Linked DNA regions of Gossypium hirsutum: region 1 is linked to region 2. A link is a contact called in public Hi-C data. All regions are on one chromosome and are shown on one strand. The core of a region is the stretch at or near the end of the contact, and the rest is flanking DNA. Distances in the headings are between cores, read along the strand shown.

The links. A called contact is a pair of places that touch in the nucleus more often than the background predicts.
Region 1: a Hi-C map of leaf shows a contact between it and region 2, with 1.5 times the contacts expected there. The contact joins the promoter of LOC107922371 here to the promoter of LOC107922289 in region 2. A contact is called at or near these places in 2 of 34 Hi-C or Micro-C datasets (both in leaf).

What each region holds. Positions count from the first base shown.
Region 1 is chrD01:50,656,404-50,659,518 of Gossypium_hirsutum_v2.1, reverse strand. LOC107922371 (ADP-ribosylation factor 2) reads left to right here and starts at 1,605. Exons shown (of 7, transcript XM_016852369.2): 1 at 1,605-1,788; 2 at 2,288-2,458; 3 at 2,848-2,918; 4 at 3,077-3,115. The coding sequence starts at 2,311.
Region 2 is chrD01:50,474,752-50,477,883 of Gossypium_hirsutum_v2.1, reverse strand. It overlaps LOC107922289 (OVARIAN TUMOR DOMAIN-containing deubiquitinating enzyme 4), which reads left to right and starts at 1,723. Exons shown (of 6, transcript XM_016852257.2): 1 at 1,723-1,959; 2 at 2,517-2,638; 3 at 2,958-2,998. The coding sequence starts at 1,926.

The DNA.
Region 1 (3,115 bases), core at 356-2,855, 180 kb before region 2:
TATTTTCATTATCAATTGCATACCAATGCCATGCTTTTATATACAATTTCATTTTACATCAAATTTCACATGTCATTTATTTCATAGTCATATTTTTGCTTCAAAACACAATATGCATACAAACACATATACTTTCATCACATTGCAACATTTCACCATGGCATAAAATTCTTACCAATCGTGAGACAAGTAACAATCTTTATCTTAGTCAAATTAGTACTTAATCGGCTATAAATTGAATTCAAATTCATGAAAGCACAAACCAGAATAGGTTACTCGTCTATGGCCTTCGCCTTTCCTTTATCTCAAGATGCCCAATGTGGTCTTTAATTACGTACGATAAATTCAATAATGGAAATAATATTAGTTTCACACAAACACATGAAAACAAAATAATTTAACATAGTTTGTATTTTATTCATTTTAGTCCCTATAAGACCTAATATCTGAAATGATCTTATTTCTCAAAATTTAGTATTGAATCAAAATCCAATTTCATATTCTTTCATTAGGGACCTTTTATTTGTAATCTATAGCTTAATTTCTTAACAACTTTCCAATTTAGTCTTGAATGTCATATATGAACTATATAGCTTAGTACAATTTCTAATCAAATCCTACGCTTTTCACTTTTAAACTTAGTCCTAACATAACCTAAGTTTATTAATCAACAATTCTTAACATTATCAAGCTTGATTCCACAAAAACCTACTAATGGTAACTTAGCATATACTTAGAAATTTGATAATCTAAAACTTGGGTATGATAGATTAAGCTCAAATAACCTTATTCAATTTTGGATCGAAATGCAAAAGGAAGTAAAAGGGAAATTTTGTTCTTTCTTTCAAGCTTTGGACGACAATTTGGGAGAGAAGAATGAATGTTCTCTTCTCTCTCCCCACTCACTTGTCATATACTCTTAGATAATAGAATGATTAAACTTAATTAAGGAACAAATCTTACTTAATTAACTAAATAAATGGTCATGATCATTATTTAACATAAGGAAAATGGATGGAAAGGATTGGTCTCATCCACTAACTTATGAAACATTAATGGTTAACATTAGATCCATTTCACAAATTTTAATTGAGTCCTCAAGTATTTTCTAAATTAAAATTTAATAGCGATTACACTTTTCAATTTAGTCCCTATATTATAATTGATGATTTTCTCGATTTAATTACTTGACTGTCCACAAATGCCTTTCATTCTAAATGAGTAAATCCTTCTATTCATAATTTCATGGGCTTGGTTTGTAAAATTAGATTCTGAAACCACATTTTTTGACACTGGCTAAAATCTGGTCATCACATTTAAATTGACCATTGAGCAATTTCTAAAAGAAGTGCCATAAAATCTAATTTAATAGATTTCTTTTAAAATATTGTCAATTGGAATTTAATTACTAAATCAAAAGAGTGGAAATATTAAATTCTAGGAATCAAAAGTATAAAGATTAAATTTTAAATATAAAAAAAATGTAGCGCTGAAAACACAATTAAACCTAAATAAAAAATATCTTGTGGGAAAGCTGGGCCACTCGGATAGTGTAAGCAACAGTGGCGGTGTCCATAACTGAATGCAATTGGTACGCGAAATTTGACGCGGGGGCAATTTTGTTATTTTATGTGAAATGATGGGGAAAAGTATCTGGTGCGGGTGCAGCCCGCCTTTTCCTTCATAAATAAATTAATTAATTTGCTTTGGTCTCAAGCTCTCTCTGCCTCTCTTTCTTCCATTTGCTTCAAAATCAAATTCAAAATCTCTCTGCGATTTTCTCCAAAGGTATATAACCATTCTAATCTCTGTTTCGATTTTTCCTTTCGATCTCTCTGTTTCGATTTTTCCTTTCGATCTCGCAAGTTGTAAATGTAAAGAAACCAATTCAATGCGCTCTCTTTGTTTTAGTTTGGATGTGAGGCTTTGAAATCCTTTCATTTTACTTTAAACTTTGTTGGTTATGAACGATTCGTTGCGTGAATGCTTGCTTTCCTCATGTCTTGTCAGTCGATCGAATTTTGAGAAATCTAGTCGCTTTCCTCTCTTATCTGAAAATCTAGGCGATGAAGTATTCTAGATTTATTGTTTTTCATTTTCTCCATTTATGTGTGTATATATACTGAATTCTCGATGGTAACCGTGGAAATGGTATAATGGTATTGATTCTTCGCACCTCTACCTTCAGATCTATTTGGTTTACCGAAATCTGATTATTGATTGGGAAAATGGTACGCTTGAGTTTTTTTTTTTTGAAATAATATATTTAAAATATTGTAATATTTAGGGATCAGCAATTAGGGAAGAGAAATGGGGCTGACATTCACGAAGCTTTTTAGCCGGCTTTTTGCTAAGAAGGAGATGCGGATTTTGATGGTGGGTCTCGATGCAGCCGGTAAGACTACCATCTTGTACAAGCTCAAGCTTGGAGAAATTGTTACCACCATTCCAACCATCGGTGAGCATATCTAACTTTCTTGGTCCTTCGAACTTTAATTGCATCTTAGATAATATATTTTCATTCAGGGTTTGTATCATTTGGTAGAAACTTTTTTTTCCTTTGTCAATGCTATCATTATTGTTTTTGTATATTTGAGAATTGAGATGTTAGACGTTTAGAGCCTTGATATTGAAACATGTATAAATCAAATGCAACCGATTTACACCTATGATTTTTAGATCCAAAATTAGGAATTAGCTTTGAAGCATGTGACCTCTAGTTAGAGGACCATAGTGCTAATATTTCATATTGTGATTTGTATAGTACTTTGAATTTCTTCAGGCTTGTGATTTTATTAATCCATCTCAAGCTTTATCTTTTTAACTAGTCATGGTTTTCCTTTGCAGGATTTAATGTGGAGACTGTGGAATATAAGAACATCAGTTTCACTGTGTGGGATGTTGGTGGTCAGGACAAGGTATGTGTTTTCTCCTTTTATGTTTCCCTATTATTTCAGCAATAGTTCAAATGTTATTTAATTTTTGATGCAGTGATAGTTAGGGGATCTTTACATGTTGTGGTGTCTAAGTAATGCTTAGTCAATAATGCCCCAGTTTTTCATTCTTAATCTTGCAGATTCGTCCGTTGTGGAGGCATTACTTCCAGAATACACAG
Region 2 (3,132 bases), core at 474-2,973:
AATATATATATAATTTACATAGTTAATATATTATAAAAATTCATAAATTTATTTTTTTGAATTATATATTTTTCTAATTTTTAGTTCAATTTTATAATTTCATATTTTCCATAAAAAATACTTTTATATAATTTTTAAAGTTTTAATTTGAATATTATGTTTTTTTAAAATTCTATATATTTATGTTCTTATAATTATATATAGTATAAAAGTTAATTTTTAGAAATTAAAAAATAAATTTTATATATTTAAAATTTATTCTAACTTTTATATTTTAAATTTTTTTGAATAGTTTTTAAATTTATGTATATATTTCAATTTTTATACTTATGTTCCCTTTTTATTAATTTTTTGGTATTATTTTATCTACACTATTAAAACATTCCTGATTGAGTTGGTGTCACGAGTCAATCGGACACCAACTTAATTGAAAAATTTTTAAATTCACCACTCAACTAAGTTTTATTTTAATTTATTTATATGCACAATTTATTACCTTAATCAATTATATATATTAATATTTTTATTTTAATATCACATATATTATTATTAATTGATTTCGAAGCATATATTTCATTATATATATTTGGTGAATTATAAAATAGCAGCAAAACCTAACAGCAACGCAACTAACTCGACTTGAATTTAGATCACACGTAAAGTTTTAGTCAACTCATTAAATGATGATTAGTTCATATAATATAATTTTTAGAATAAATAATGACGTCACTTTTTATTTTGCCTCGGTTCACGTAATCATTCAACATAGTTAACTATTTGTTAACTGTCAGAGGTATCGACTTCTCATAAAAACAAAATAATTAAGTATGAAATAGAAAATCAAATATAATTTAGAAGTAATTTTTATATTAAGTCAAAAACAAAAGTCATAAATCCAACAAAAGTCAACTACAAGACAGAAAGTTGAAGACGAGAAAGCGTACCGAAGACGCTGGCTCACTACTATTTTTGGTTAAATTTGTTATTATTCCTTATATTTTATGAATGTTGTATATTTAGTCCTTCTACTTCTATTTGTTCAATTTCAGTCCTTATATTTTTCAAATTGGTCAATTTTAGTCCTTTACTTTTCAAATTTTTAGCTTTAACCCAAATTGTAGCAATTAAATATGTAAGGTTAAATTCAATTACAAATCTTGTACTAAGCATACAATTATAGATTTAGTCTATTTTCCCCAATTGGATCATTTAAAGTCTCTATGCTTTTTGAATTTTGAAATTCTAGTCTTGACGCAAATAACAGTCGTTAATCCATTAACTAGATTTTTAATGAGTAATATGTAAAAATAATAAGTTGAAATGGTAATACACATATGATAATATGTTTGATTCATCATATTTTAGAAATAGCAAAACTTTACTTAATGAATTTAACAGTTACTATTTGGTGAGGACTAAAATTTAAAAATTTAAAAAGTAAAGGACCAAAAATGACCAAATAAAAGTATAAGGATTAAATCTATAAATGTTTCAAAATACAGGCACTAATAGCAGAAATTAACTTTTTTTGGTTCAAATGGAACAGGCAGCCAAAAGAACGGCAGTTATAAATTTTAGCGGGAATAATAGTTTAACGGTTACAATAAGCAATTGCAATTTGGTCGCCCTCATGTCAACAAATCATAAATGGCCACGTATTACTATCCTCTCTTCTCTGCTTGTGTAATTATTAATGAAAAAAAACAGGAGGAAAAGCATGGAAGTGGAATGGGATTCCCTAAACTTGGCCATCCAACCACAAACAATGAAAATTATTCTCTCATCACTTTCAACCTCCCTCTCCAATTTTATTCACCGGTAAATCTTTTCTTTTTACCTGCACAAAAACCGCACTGTTCGTCGATTGATTGATTTTCAGGATTTTCCTCTCTCTCTCTCTCTTTTCAAATTTAGTTTAAAAAAATATGAAACGAATGCCTAAACAGGAAACTTGGATTGGTAACCTTCCAATTCCCACCTTATCTTGATTTTGTATATTTGCAAATTTTTCCTCTTGTTGCAAAATTAGATTCTTTACTTCGTGAATTTTATTTTTTTTAAGTAAGATTCTTTACTTCGTCTTGGACGGCGTGACTTGTTTGTGATGATCTTGTATTTTGGCTTTCATACTTGTTTGGATTAATAATGGTTTTCTCTTCTTTCTTGCCCTTTCATTACCTTCTGAAATTGTGAGGTCGTTCATTGTTGCAATTATTATGGAATTCGGCGAAGGTCCTTTTTTTTATAATTACTTAATCTTTTGAAAGTTTGAACAAAGAACTTGATAGCATTTTAGCTAGAAATTGAATAGTTGTCTTCTTCACTTCCATTAATTTCTTGATAATGTTATGGATATTGTTTGGGCGGTAAATTTATTTATGATCGACTGAAATACATGCTTTGTGTCTAACTCCATATGCACCAAACCCATTTTATGTTCGAACTTATTCATGATTGGAAAACTATATGCTTTTGGCATAATGCATGTGTTTGAGATTTTAGCTTGTTGAATGCAGGCATTCCTGGTGATGGGAGATGTTTGTTCCGGTCAGTAATTCATGGTGCCTGGCTGAGGTCAGGGAAGCAGTCCCCAAGTGAGAGCTGTCAGAAAGATCTTGCTGATGAACTCAGAGATAAAGTACATTTCTTTTCTATTTTACTCTTTTATATGAAGCATCAATTGGTTTTTAGTTGTACTTGCTACTGATGGGTTTTCCGGAAATTTAATTTTTTTTATGCAATCCCTTTTCATTTTTTTGTTAGCTGCAGATGTCTTTGTTGCTTTAAGTTCATTTTGGCATATACATTCAGCCCTAGGGAATTTTGTTTCTATGCAATCCATTTTCATGTCTTTCTGCTTTAACTTTGTATTGGCCCTCAATCAACCAAGTGCAGCTTCCTTTTCTACTACTTTGAACATTTTTCTCCTTACAATAAAAGATTACATGTCCTGACAGGTTGTTGATGAATTCATCAAGAGGCGGGCAGACACTGAATGGTAAGCTTTTCTTCTTTGGGAAGATCTATTAAGTTGTTGAAGAGGACTGCATATCTTTTACTTGGTTGTTAGTAAAGCTTGAACTATTGGTTCTGCTAGTAAGTAGGACAATTAGGGGTATCTCCTGAGATAAG